Regions from separate parts of the Sus scrofa genome. Here all the other regions are linked to region 3. The links are chromatin contacts, called in public HiChIP or PLAC-seq maps. All regions are on one chromosome and are shown on one strand. The core of a region is the stretch at or near the end of the contact, and the rest is flanking DNA. Distances in the headings are between cores, read along the strand shown. Region 1 overlaps CDK6 (a long non-coding RNA gene). Region 2 holds the start of CDK6 (a long non-coding RNA gene). Region 3 overlaps CDK6 (a long non-coding RNA gene). Region 4 overlaps CDK6 (a long non-coding RNA gene).

The links. HiChIP or PLAC-seq counts read pairs in DNA pulled down with a chosen protein or histone mark.
Region 1: a contact with region 3 is called in an H3K27ac HiChIP or PLAC-seq map of alveolar macrophages. The contact joins two enhancer-like sites. A contact is called at or near these places in 1 of 47 Hi-C or Micro-C datasets (embryonic fibroblasts) and 2 of 2 datasets of contacts at active chromatin or transcription factors (alveolar macrophages and skeletal muscle).
Region 2: an H3K27ac HiChIP or PLAC-seq map of alveolar macrophages shows a contact between it and region 3. The contact joins the promoter of CDK6 here to the enhancer-like site in region 3. A contact is called at or near these places in 12 of 47 Hi-C or Micro-C datasets (alveolar macrophages, brain, embryonic fibroblasts and 8 more) and 2 of 2 datasets of contacts at active chromatin or transcription factors (alveolar macrophages and skeletal muscle).
Region 4: an H3K27ac HiChIP or PLAC-seq map of alveolar macrophages shows a contact between it and region 3. The contact joins two enhancer-like sites. A contact is called at or near these places in 2 of 47 Hi-C or Micro-C datasets (embryonic fibroblasts and fibroblasts) and 1 of 2 datasets of contacts at active chromatin or transcription factors (alveolar macrophages).

The regions. Positions count from the first base shown.
Region 1 is chr9:72,703,700-72,707,005 of Sscrofa11.1, reverse strand. The region is part of intron 2 of CDK6 (a long non-coding RNA gene); the gene reads left to right. Among named protein-coding and RNA genes, the nearest start is that of CDK6, 60 kb to the left of the region's middle. Within about 2 kb of position 1,510, at least 2 of the 83 cell types and tissues checked have an H3K27ac peak or open chromatin away from gene starts, as enhancers often do. A contact at or near this core is called in alveolar macrophages, where this site is marked.
Region 2 is chr9:72,764,079-72,767,176 of Sscrofa11.1, reverse strand. CDK6 (a long non-coding RNA gene) reads left to right here and starts at 1,546. Exons shown (of 8, transcript XR_002347034.1): 1 at 1,546-1,762. LOC102161391 (a long non-coding RNA gene) reads left to right here. Exons shown (of 3, transcript XR_002347038.1): 3 at 1-355.
Region 3 is chr9:72,547,914-72,551,322 of Sscrofa11.1, reverse strand. All of the region lies in intron 5 of CDK6 (a long non-coding RNA gene), which reads left to right. Among named protein-coding and RNA genes, the nearest start is that of FAM133B, 46 kb to the right of the region's middle. Within about 2 kb of position 1,457, at least 24 of the 83 cell types and tissues checked have an H3K27ac peak or open chromatin away from gene starts, as enhancers often do. A contact at or near this core is called in alveolar macrophages, retroperitoneal adipose tissue and skeletal muscle, where this site is marked.
Region 4 is chr9:72,683,387-72,686,952 of Sscrofa11.1, reverse strand. The region is part of intron 3 of CDK6 (a long non-coding RNA gene); the gene reads left to right. Among named protein-coding and RNA genes, the nearest start is that of CDK6, 80 kb to the left of the region's middle. Within about 2 kb of position 1,627, at least 13 of the 83 cell types and tissues checked have an H3K27ac peak or open chromatin away from gene starts, as enhancers often do. A contact at or near this core is called in alveolar macrophages, where this site is marked.

The DNA of each region.
Region 1 (3,306 bases), core at 261-2,760, 160 kb before region 3:
AGTACTAAGCCTCTCTATTTCTTTTCCTCTTTTTGTTTGAATCAGATATACTTATTGAGATATGCTTTACATACCAGCAAATTCTGCCATATAAGTATACAGTTCAGTGGTTTTTTAGTATATTTACTGAGTTGTGCAACCATCCCTATGATCTAATTTTAGAACATTTTATTACCCCCAAAAGAAACCCAGTTCCCACTAGCTGTCATTCTTCATTCCTTCGCTCTTGCCATCCTCCCCGACTGCCCCCATCTCTGGGTAACCACTATGAATCTGTCCTATTCTGGATGTATCATGTAAGAAGAATTGTGTAATATGTGGCCTTTTGGGACTAGTTCCTTTCACTTAGCATCATCTTCTCAAGGTATACTCGTGTCAAAGCATGTACCTGTACTTCACTCCTTTGATGACTAAATCATATTCCACTATATGGATATACTGCATTATGTTACTCATTTATCAATCAGTAGACGTTTGGGTTGTTTCTCTTTTGGGCTGTTATGAATGATGCTGCCATGAACATTTGTATACATAACATCTGTTTCTTCAGCTATAAAATGAGTGCCGTCTCATAGAGTTGTTACGAGGACTACAAAGGTCAAGATACACAAAAGTAGCTAGTAGCGAGCAAACTAACAAGTATGGGTTAACAAATGGGATGTAGGAGTGTGTGAGTCCTCATTTTACGTTTCTTCCAAGATTTGACTTGCTCAGAGTCCTGTGCTCTCTTAATACATCTCTGAAGATCCCCTCTTTTAGTTCGTTCCCACCTTTTCCCTGAGTTTTAATTTCGAAAAGTTTAATTCATTCAGTAGACATTTATTGAACACCTACAGTGTATTAGACACCACCCTGGGTGCCCTGGAGAGTTAAAAGAAAGAACAAGCAAAAGTAGGGAGAGGTACTTCCATTCCAGTTTGAACCCTATGTTTACTTTGCTCATCTATCATCTCTGACCTGCCAGTAGGGTTTAGACTTGGGGCCGCTGAACCCCACTCTCCGTTCAAATGCCATAGGTTTGGGGCTCTCTTAAGCCATTCACTCTTGTCAGGCCCTTATTCTGACCCATATATCTGTGCTTGTAGAGCGGCTGATGGAAGCTAACTGTTGTACAAGAAAAAGGCTAAAACTAAGGTAATCATGTCTAGGTAGAAATGTCACCAGGTACAAGAGCAGCATCTTGTCCTTGTGCTGTAGCTGGGGTTGGTGGATGGTGTTTATTCTAACTAAGACGTAATGATCTCTGATAGTCTCAGTTGGCAGGGTTCTTCTTTTTATAGGGTTGGTTTGGGGTTGTTTTTGAACTTAGGAAACAATTTTGTATTGGAACTGGACTCGGCAAAAATGTCAACTCATCACTGTCTCGCGGCCTATTTTTTCCTTTTCTTGACTTTGGGGAGATGGTGATCCACATGGTGACTCAGAGAGTTTTGCCTCAGAATATTTTGCCTCAGAATATTCTCTTCCCTAAAGAGAACAAATATGTTTTTATGATTTCCTCATGAGTTTTAGCTCTGAAGTAACGTTTCCTTTTTTCCCACAATAGCATATAGTTAGGGTAACAGAATGAGGCCACTACCTCATTCTCTCTGCCTTTCGTTCAGATAAAATGCATTAGCAGTCTAAAGAATTGTGCTTGTAATAGGAATACCGCTAGTGCTTGCTAGAGGACTATGAAGTTCGAATTCTGTTATTTAATGTACATTTCAGTAATTCATCTTGAATATGAACAAAACAGTGTATGTATCCCATATACCTCTTAACATAGCCCAAAGAGCTTATTTGGGGCCCAGCTTAGAGTACACCAGTTTTTGCACTACCCTATGATAGCAGTGTGTTTCTGTATACACAAGTTTTACTGTTTGCTTGATTTTATTTTATTTAAAAAAATTTTTTAATGATTTTTATTTTTTCCATTATAGTTGGTTAACACGGTTTTAAATGTTTACTGCAGTGCAAGTCACATCTTGAAAACTTGCCCAGTTTGGGGGGTTCCCATCTTATTTGTAAAATATTTTTTGTTTAATGAATGCAACAGTTTTAATTCATAGATCCTCATGGCCAGGTGTATATAGATAGAAGCTGAAACTAATTAGTAGAAACTCTAAAGATTAACTGGATGAAGATGAACTATGAAACTTGCTTATGAACCCTCTTATGGTTATAAGGAATAAAATGATTTAGTACATAAAAGATGTTGGCTTTGCATTCCCTTCTCAGATTATGGTAGCCTTTGGGCTAACAGTTTGATCACAAAAGGGGTTTCCCTGCCACTTTTCAACAACTGCTAGTGGAAGGAGGGTTGTTTAACTGAGGCTTCAGGAAAACAGACCTCTGAGCATTGGACTCAACCTTTAAATTAAGTAAAACTCAGTATCTTTGTATTATTTTGAAATACTTCTCCTTGCCTCCTTGCTTCCTCACACCCACTGAGGCCTTTCCTATCCTAGCTTCCATATTCCTGTTTGCAACAAGCTTATCTGTCTGTCTTCTTCCTTTCCCTACTTTTTTCCCCATAAAGTGCCTCTGTGATCAGACTAAGAACCTCACATAGGAATCCCGGGAAGAAGTGGAGTGGCTCCTTTAGAAGGATGAATTAGTCTGCTCTGCTGCTGTCAGTTACTGCTTTCTGGTGGGCATGCTCCCAGAGAAACCACTTTAAGAATAGTCTCCCAGGAGTTCCCTTCATGGCTCAGCAATTAATGAACCTGAAGAGTATCCATGAGGATGCAGGTTTGATCTCTGGCCTCACTCAGTGGGTTAAGGATCCAGCATTGCCATGAGCTGTGGTGTAGGTCCCAGACGCTGCTTGGATCTGTTGTTGCTGTGGCTGTGGTGTAGGCTGGCATCTGCGGCTCCAACTTGACCCCTAGCCTGGGAACCTCCATGTGCGATCAGTGCAGCCCTAAAAAGACCGAAAAAAAAAAAAAAAAAAAAAAACGTCTCCCAGCAAGTCGGGGAACTGGTGTGGTCACCTAGAGGGAACTGCTACTGTTTATGTGCTTGAGTTCAATTAATTCAGTTTGTCTAATACATAAGATATATTTGAGGTCAGATACTGCTATTTCAAAGTGTTTATAGATGTCTTAGGACTGTTTTTTTGTTGTAACTAATAAAACCCAACTCAAACTGAGTAAGCACCAAAGCAGCATTACTGGCTCACATTAGCAATAAATCCGGGGGTAGGCTTGGCACAGGTGGGTCCAGGTACTTAAACAGTGTCATCCAGAATCTCTTGCCTGTCAGCTCTCTGTTCAGGCTCTCCTCAGTGTTGGCTGTGTTCCATGGAGGGCTCATGAAAATGGT
Region 2 (3,098 bases), core at 297-2,796, 220 kb before region 3:
TTTTACACATTATCTGAACAGAATTTTGTTCAGAAATTGGATTTCATTTTAGAAGATATGCTTCTAAGGACAAAGTATATTTTATGAATTATCTAGAGCATAAAAACCACAATTATTCATTTTTAGTTTTTAAGAAAAATTATTATAATTCAGTGCAAAATATTTGCCAATGGAAATGCAACAGTTTTTATTTACCTAACTTGTTACTTCACACTGCAGTATAGAATTAATTTTATAAAGGCAAAATTTTGATGTACTATGAAATTAGCAACACGGTTTAATTCAAAAAGTCAAAAAAGATTTATAGAATAATATTTTCAATTCCAACAGAATTTTGTTGGGTTTTAATTTTTCCACAGAGCACTGAAATAAATAAAATTTTTTAGGCTTTGCATTAAAGATGTTTTAAAAAGTTTCAAGTATTTTACAGAAAGAGATTTTGGACAATACTGAAATTTTTTCCTAAAAACAGCTATTTTAAGGTTTGTTTTACTTCATTGTAGAAAGTCTAGAAGACTTTTCTTTTTCTCCAAAATCTCATTTTCACCTGAAATAATTGTATTCAGGTTTTCTCAGCAGGTAAAATATGCATTCTTACAAGGTTTCAAATTTCAGAATTCCAATAATGCATTTCAACTGAGCACCCACCGAATTGTGTTCTGTGTGTGTGTGTGTGTGTGTGTGTTATCTTGCAGTTCTGTTATTTACAATCAATTTTAGGCTTCTTAGCTCCCCAGAAATACCTCAGTGAACCCTCAACAGTTGCTAGCCACTTAATAATTGTGAACCGGCCAGCCCCATCAAGTAGATCGTTAACCACAAAAGTGCCTGACAATTTCCAAATCATATTCTCTGTCCAAAAGGAAGAGATAGGGCTTGGTGAGGCCGAAAGGAAGCGAAGGACAACAAAACAAATGCAGTTCATGCTGAAAGTGAAAAGTGCTTTGGACAGATTAGTATTTTCTTTTCTACAAGGCGTCCTGCCAATTTTTTTTTTTTAATAGAGAAGAGTTATTTTTTTGGTCTGATTTTTCAGTTTCTTGGAAAGTGTCGCTTTTACCCTCCCTACAGACCTTCATAATTACTGTTGGTTGTTCTGTTTTTCCCATCCGTTTGCATCATAGACTGCCGATACCCCCACCTCACTCTGTCAAAACCCCAACTCCGGGCGACCCTGGATTTGGTAACTCCACCGACTCCCGACGACACATTCCACTCTCCCTCTCACGCCTTTTATTTTAGTCGCAAGATCCCCACTCCAGTGGCAGTGAAAGCCGGAAATTTTCATTTAACTCCCCCCCTCCCTTCTTCGCCCCCTACTCGGAGCGGAGAGCTAGGGGGCCAGGAGGTTCCGAGCACAGCCGGGTCTCGGCCGCCTCCCCTCTCTCCGGAAGGCTTTAATTTGCACACTTGCTTGCCACTGCGCGGCGAGCCCCCAACCTAGCTGCGGCGGGGAGGGTCTCGGCGGAGTCGGCCTCCCGGCCCCCCAGCCCCGCCCCGCTGCCTCCGCCGCCTCCCCAACTCGGGCCCCTAGCGCGGGCCGGAGCCCCGCGGCCCCCGTCCGCCCCCAGCGAGCGGCGCGGGCGGCGCCCTCCGCCGTCCCTCCGCCCTCCGCCGCAGTGCCCACCCCCTCGCCGGAGAGAGGGCTGGTGACTTCTTCCTCCGAGCCGAGTTACCTGCTCCGCGCCGCGGTGGACACGTGCGAAGGTCGTACTGACACCCGCAGCCCCCTCGCGAAGCCCGAAGCGGCGAGGCCCATCAGGTGAGGAGCTGTGCTCTCGGGTGGGTGGGCTGCTGGGTGGGGGGTCCCCAGGGGAGATTTCGGGGCTTGGCGGGGGTCCGAAGCGAGGGTGGGTAGGGGCGACGGGTGCGGAGGAGGGGTGGTAGGTTTTCGGAATCCACTTTAGTTAACCCCTTACAACCCGAGGCGGACTTGTTACGGGGGCCAGTTTGGGGGCGCAAAAGTTTCTCCTAATCTGGCTAAGAGGGGTATATCCCACACGAGGGACACCCCCCTAACGCCGAGATCCTGTGCTTGATCCCGCATAGCCTTGCGCACAAACACCCACACAAACACTTCTTATCCGGTTTCTTCAAACGGAACTCAAACTCCACCTGGAAACTCACATAATAACCCACATTTAGGATTTAAAGTGCATGCTTTTGGAGACTCGATGCGGGGGGATGTTTGGGTGCCCTATATTTATTTCACCACGAAAGCTCGCCCTCCATCTCGCTGACCCTGTGGGTGGGGGCTTCACCTTTCCCACCGTGAGATAAATGTTAACGCAGACTTTTTGCTGGCAACCACTGCGGGCGTTTAGGCACATTTAGAGGAGTGCACGCAGGCGCCCGGCGCCCGGGCTGGGAGCCCCGCAATGATGCACGCTTGCTTTGGTTTCCCAATTTACTCTCCTAATTTAAAATATTGAAGTTAAAATGCACGCCCCGGGTGAGCACCTTCGGGCCCAGCACTGCGCCGGTCATTGTGCACGTGGGAGCATCTGCGTGTGCGCACACGCGGGAGTCGTGGTCCCCGGTGCGGCCTCTTGTCGCTGCGCTGGTGGCGACCCTTGCGGTGCTTGGCAGGCTTGGAGAGAGGCACATGAAGGATTTCATTGAGTGTGAAGACAGAGAGCAGAGACAGAAAGCAGAAGGAGGCGGCTGCAGCCTTTGTAGTCGCGGAGGAATGCGGAAATGTTGAAGCACTATGTCAAACTATTTTGAAATGGGGTCAAGTCACATTCAGCCAGCGTGGGAAAGCAACAACAACAACAAAAAAAAGTGGAGGAGAGCGGGGGGGAAAGGCACTGCTGCTCCCGTTTCTCTCCGCCGGAGCCGACCGTCCGGAGAGCGAGGGGGGAGAGCGGAGGCGGGCGGTGCGGGGCCAGGCGGGGGCAGCGGGCTCAGTTCCCTGCGGGGGTGGGACGTCCCCGACGCTTCCTTCGCTGCTGAGCGGCGGGCAGGACTGGGGCGGGGAGGGGGGCCACGGGAGGGGCGGGCCGCTCAGTCTGCGGCTGCTCCTGCGCTACCTGTGTGGCCCTTGTCCTGGCTCAGACCGCGGTGCTGGCTCTGGGGGCTTGTTCCTCGGCTCCCCC
Region 3 (3,409 bases), core at 208-2,707:
ACAGCTCACAGCAACACCAGATCCTTGACCTACTGATGGAGGCCAGGGATCAAACCCGAATCCTTGTGGATCCTAGTAGGGTTCTTAACCCACTGAGCCACAGCGGGAACTCTGATATAGACTATTTGAATATTAGAAAGATATTACATTTTCCTGAATGAAAAGATTGAATAGTCAAAGAATACCTGATCTTTCTAAATTAATTTATAGTTTTATGCAGCTCTGATCAGAATCCCAGCGGGATATTCTTTTTTTTTTTTTTTTTGCTTTTGGGCCGCACCTGCGGCATATGGAGGTTCCCAGGCTAGGGGTCCAGTTGGAGCTACAGCTGCCAGCCTACACCACAGCCACAGCAATGCAAGATCCGAGCCACGTCTGCAAACTACACCACAGCTCACAGCAACACTAGATCCTTAACCCACTGAGCAAGGCCAGGGATTGAACCTGCAACCTCATGGTTCCTAGTCAGATTCGTTTCCACTATGCCACAACAGGAGCTCCCAGTGGGATATTCTAAAATGCATTTGGAGGAGCTAAATTGGTAAAAATAACCAAGAGTTGTTTTAATAAAAATGTAATGAAGGGTAACTCCTACCACCAAGTACTAAAATGCATTATGCAGCTACAATAACAATTTGGCTCCAGCAGAAGAAATGACAGACATTAATGGAAAAGAATAGAGGGTCCGGGAAAAAAAATTCCAATTTAGAAAGTGGTATAATTTATTATAAATCACAAACCCTAGAGGACAGAAGAGCTTATTCAATGAATAAGATAAGGTCAGCTCCTTGGGGGGGGGAATGTTAATTAATTAAGTTCTCTCGGTTCTTTACCCCAGAGCAAGTAACAGATGGCTTAAAGACTTAAATATTAAAAATGAAATCATAAAAGGATAAAGAAACTATAAAAAAATCTTGATGGTCCTAAAGTGGAGATAGCCTTTCAAAGCATTAAAAAGTCACAAAGAAAAATTAATATATTTGACTAAATAAAAATTGAAAACTTCTGTTCATCAAAAAAATAAAAATACTGCACACAGTTAAAAAGCATATGGTAGTCTTAGAGAACATGTTTGCAGTGAATATGACAAAGATATAACATCCTTCCTGAAGAAAGCGCTCTTAAAATTAATTGGGACGCCACTAGCACACTTTTCATTTTCACATCACATTGAATACATGTCACTGTGCTGCATGGGTTTTATAAACAATATAGTTCAGATGACACGAATGAAGGAAATTCAGATCCTATTTTCCATGCATATATTCTTTGTTCAGAGACAGTTGAAGGAAACTACACATTATGCTATAAATACTTCTGGACAGTTTGTCCACATTGACACTTCCATTTCCTAAAACGAAACCCTCCCTGGCCCACAGGGAGAAAGAAGGCTGGCTTTGTTAACCAGCCTTACTTCCACAAGCACATCCATATGGTAAGAACTTCCTCTGTTGAGTCATCCACAGTTGTCAAACACCAACTTTCCTTTGTTTGACCCGTGCAGAAATAAGGTCTATGGAGGCATAACACAAGAGTCTGAATCATTTAATTGTGTTTTATTCCTCTCTGCATTTGCATCCGTCACAAACCCAGTGTGTCCGCTATGAAAAGTTGCATTCTTCAAATAACACTGGGGGGAAAAAAAACCCTTTTCAAATGGGTCTGTTCTGCCTAGATAGTCTGTGAAATTTCTAAGGAATGTTGTGGGCTTTGCTTCCTGTGTTAAATTTTTGAGTTATCACACGTTATTGGATTCCACCCAGCACATTCTGGATAGGAATGTTATATTCATACAGGATACCAGTTGTCTTTACCATTTAAAAGGGAATAGAGGAATTTTTTTTTTTTTTACTTATAAGATATAAATGGGTAGGTAGAAATGTGTGTGCAAATAATATTTTTTAATATGTCCTTGATTCTTTTCTTCATAGAGGCTTGAGTCACATGAAGTCACAGATTTGTTATGACTGCTAACCACTGTCTCGTCTCTTTGTTCTCGTTCAAACCAAGGACTGTACCACCAGCATTCTGATGTGTGATGCCATCTTTGTTTGAAAGAGAAGAGACCTTTAGAGATCCTATCTTATTCATTTGCAGATACAAAGAGAAAAGGAATGATGCTGTGTGATTTCTTCTGTTTATTTTTTTTTATTTTCCAAACTTTTCTATAAGCAAGTATACTTCATAATCAGAAAAATAATGTCTTCTTTCAAGTAGCCACCCATCATTAAAAATATAAATGCAATGAGGAAGCCTTTTAAAAAATTAAGCTGGCTCTGAGGTCAGTAAAATGTATTTTGAGAAAAGAAATGCTAACTGCTAACTTTTGTTGATTAATCACCACATTAATCTCTCAATACCAGAGACATGTAGTCAAGTTCACTGACATTCAAGGGCCAGTGCCCATATCTGTACACTAAGCAGATTTTTTTTTTTAAGGAAAAAATGAGAAAATCAGTTTTCCACTGTTTGGAGTATTTTTAACCAATGATTGAATCTATTTTGAGGATATTTTTGGGTCATCTGTAATACTGTATGAGACTTTTGGTTCCCTTTTGAGCAAAGTTGCTTCTTTTTTTTTTTTTTTAAATAAGCTGCTTCAACCAACAGACACGTCTGCTTCAGAATATTTCTAGTGATTACATTCCCCCAAAATCAACATTAATATTTCCAACCTTGGTTATGCATGATTTTGCTGACAGCTGGCTGATGTCAACATTGGAGAGGCAAGAGAAAGCTTGTGCCTATGAGCCTGGAGGTGAACGTAATTAATCTTCTCAGAGATACACCCACATTAGAGCCCATTAGGCTATCTTTAGCAAAGTTGTGGCAGACACGGGACCAGTGGGTTCAAAGATTAAAAGTTAGAGTGACTTTGAAGCCACATTTTTTTACCATACTGTAAGTAATATTTGCTGCTGGAGTGTGTCACTATTAGATGGGCTTCACTTTTACATTTTCTTAACTTTTACTCCTTGTGTATTGCTTTGGTGTCAGCCTATCAGAGAGAGAAAACTTGACTCACCTAAGTCACCTTAGTTCATGTGGCTCATTTGTCTTCCGTGGTATATGTTGCTGATTAATCACTGTCTCCTGCTATACCGAGATGGCAGCTCGGAATTATTCTCAACCTGGCTCGCAGCCTGGTACTACCAACCAGTCAGATCAGACGAGATGAATTCTCTGTCATCCATATCTAGGATAGAGCTCCACCCCAGTCTCTATCAGTGGCCTCCTCTGAGGCCAGGCACTTCCTTCCCGCTGTTACATTAACCATGTGGATTAAGCCATAGGCAGTGCTCTTTCCCTAGGCAAGATGTATGTAGTTTTACAAGGTCTTTTGCTAAATGAAACTGTTAACGAATTGAATTATGGTGTGAGGAGAGAACTACCAAGCTCTAGTCCCTTA
Region 4 (3,566 bases), core at 378-2,877, 140 kb before region 3:
TCCTCGTTCTCATCATCACTCTCAAAGAGGAAAAGTCTCCAGAAAGATTGACTCCAGTAGAAAATCAAGTGAGGAGAGTTTGACCTGAATAATTTGGATTAGTATATCTAAATCAGGGCCTTGATGCCAAGCATCTGGACACTCTTTTTTTAAAGGTTTATTGAAGTGTAGTTGATTTACAATGTTGTGATGATAATTTCTGCTGTACAACAAAGTGACTCAGTTATACATATACACATTCTTTTTCAGAGTCTTTTCCCACATAGATTATCACGGAATATTGGGTAGAGTTCCCTTTGCTATACAGCAAGTTCCCATTGGCCAATCATTGCATACACTCAATGTGCATATGCCAATCCCAGACCCCCAGTCCATCCCTCCCACCACCTGTCCCCTTGGGAACCGTGAGTTTTTGAAGTCTGTGAGCCTGTTGCTGTTCTGCAAATAAGTTCATTTGTGTCCTTTTTAAAAGATTCCATATATAAGTAATATCATATGGTTGTCTGACTTCACTTTTTATAATAATCTCTCAGTCCATCCATGTTGCCGTAAATGAATGGCATTATTTCATTCAGACACTGTGACTCTCTCTCTCTCTCTTTTTTCTTTTTTTTTTTTTTTTTTTGTCTTTTTAGGTCCACACCTGTGGCATATGGAAGGTCCCAGGCTAGGGGTCCAATCGGAGCTGTAGCCTCTGGCCTACACCACAGCCACAGTAACGCCAGATCCAAGCCACATCTGCAACCTGCACCACAGTTCAGGGCAACACCGGTCAGGGATTGAACCTGCATCCTCATGGATGTTAGTCAGTTTGTTAACCACTGAGCCACGACCGGAACTCCCGGTCACTGTGACTCTTGAAGTCCTAGGAAGTAAAAGAGAATTCCTCGAATATTAGAAATGATCAAGTATAAATCTAATCTTTAACAACTCTAGCTACTCCCATACACTGGAAGCCTAATTGTGATGCCTGGAAGGTAGACTAAACCCAAGCAAATTTTGCAAAAATGAGTCACCTTTGAATAAAGGGTTAATGAAATTAGGTTAAATATAATCTCTGTGTTTCTCCAAGTGTGGTCAGTGAATCAGCTGTATAGTCACCACCTGGGATGCTCATTGAACGCTACAGCCTTGCCCTAATGCTAATCCTGAACATGAGCTCGGAAGGGAGTTTCCAGTAAGTCCCCTCTGATGAAGCTTATAGAGACTACTGTTTGAGAAATACTCTCCTACAGTTTGACATATGACCCTACTTGGAAATGGCAAAATGTCTGAGATGACTCAGAACTTTGGAATATTTACTTGCCTGTGCGTAGGTGGCCCCAGCCATTCAGAAGACTCTCATCTAAGCCCAGGTGAATCAGGTGTGGCATTTTAACTGAAGTTGTCCGTATATACTTGTGTAAAAGTACCGATGTTTTTATTCTTTAAGATGGTCTATTGGAAAATGCGAACTCATAAATATGAATTAAAGAAAAGACTCTTAGGAACATGAGAATTCTAACTAGAAATTCCTAAGCCACCCAGAAAGCGACTCTTTGGGGAAAAAAAAAAAGTGTTCATGACACATCATTATTTGACCTTTGAAAGATGCTTTTTGTTTCGTTTCACTTAATGTTCTCACAGTTCTCTGTGATCCTCAATTAGTAAACTATTACCAGACTTGCAAGTGTAACTGGTCGGAATTCCTAACCCTGTTTTATTGATGAGGAACCAAAACCATATGAAACTTAAGTGGATCATAGACCCAGAGTTTTAGCACAGACTCCAGCTGTGGCCAAACACAGCATTCAGGTAGTCACTTTAAGGCACCTGTATCTGAAAGTATGAGTGCTTAGCATTTCTTCCACTTGTGGTTCTAAGCCTTTAACAAATATAAGCAAGTAGCTTTGTTGGTTTTTGTATTTACCATTGCTCTCAGCTGTCCCTGACCATACTTGTTCATTTTTCCTTTCTTGGACAAAACCAAAGAAATATTTATCATTCTACTCTAGTATAGTCACACCGCTTCTAGATTGGAAAGCTAAAATAGAACATAGCAGGGAGTTGGGGACCATAGGGCGTAGGAGCTTTCACTCCGAATTAAGTTTAGGAACTGCAGCATTAAAAGTTTAAGTCTCCATTGAGCCATCAGGTACCAATTGATCCAGAAACACATATCCTTAACTGAAGTTGTCCTATGAATATGTTAATTCTGTGATTATGCTGGAACACTTAATGAACTTTTAAATTTCACTAATATGTCTCAAAATGTTCAAATCTGGAACTGAGAAATTCACCATCCCTCATATCCGAAGACTGAAGTATTTGCTGAATCAAAGGTGGTGTAAAAGTCACAGGTGGGGGCCCTGCTTCTCTCCTCCCCTTCCCGCTATAAAAATGTGTTCCAGGTCAAGGAGGTTGGGTACAGAAAGAGGGAAGACATAGATTGGTGGTAAAAAGAGAAAAATTTGAGGAGTTCCAGTAGTGGCTCAGTGGTTAATAAATCCGACTCGGAACCATGAAGTTGTGGGTCTGATCCCTGGCCTTGCTCAGTGGGTTAACATGAGCTGTGGTGTAGATTGCAGACACAGTTGGGATCCTGCATTGCTGTGGCTCTGGCGTAGGCTGGTGGCTACAGCTCCGATTAGACCCCTAGCCTGGGAACCTCCATATGCCACAGGTGCAGCCCTAGAAAGGACAAAAAGACAAAAAAGAAAAAAAGAAAAATTTGACTTAATGGGTTCCAGGAAAAAAGGAGAGATTTAATTACCCTCAGTAACAGCTCCCCCTAAATTATCTCTTTTAAAAGTACTTGATGCTCAGTGTAGAGATGTGAAACATCACATTACTAACTCTTGTTCCCCCGTTATGATTCTTACTCTAGTCATAGCAATTTATCTTGTAAACCCGAAGTCCTTTAGTGTTTCCACCAGATAGTAAAGATGGCTAGATTCACATCTTTAGTGCAAAACTGCATGAATCCGAATAAATGAAATTCAAGGGCATAAATATTGGTTAGGTTTTGTCTTTGACATCATCTATTCTAAATGTTGCCACTGTACTAACATCCTTGGATATGCATCTTGTCATTGCTGTAGGATCTTGATTAAAGAAAAAAAAAAAAAAAAACACCACTTAGGAGCTGGGAAGAAAGTGAAATATAAATTACATTAGACTGAATTAAGGAAAGAGCTGCATTTTGGTGTCTTCCCAAGCAGAGAGATTTATGAAAGCATCACACACCAAGAAAAAAGGACTTCTTTCCTTTTCTGTTTCAACTCCATCACTTTCACCACCACGGTTTCACAGGACTTCTTACTTTATTTATCACCAAGATCCATAATTAACATATGGTTCATGTTATTGATTTCTTAGGTTTCAAAGTAAAATAAATTGAGCTTTCTTCCACATTTAGAATATACAGTTTTTTTAAGGAACTCTAAACAAAGGCATGCATTATTTGTAAGTTAGAGAGCAGCTGCCAGAAAACAGAAAATTAGGAATGGAGTCATGGGTGAAATAATGGAGATACTGTTCAGAGGTAACCCTTTGTACAGCAGGAAATTTTCCTTAGAAAAGAGACA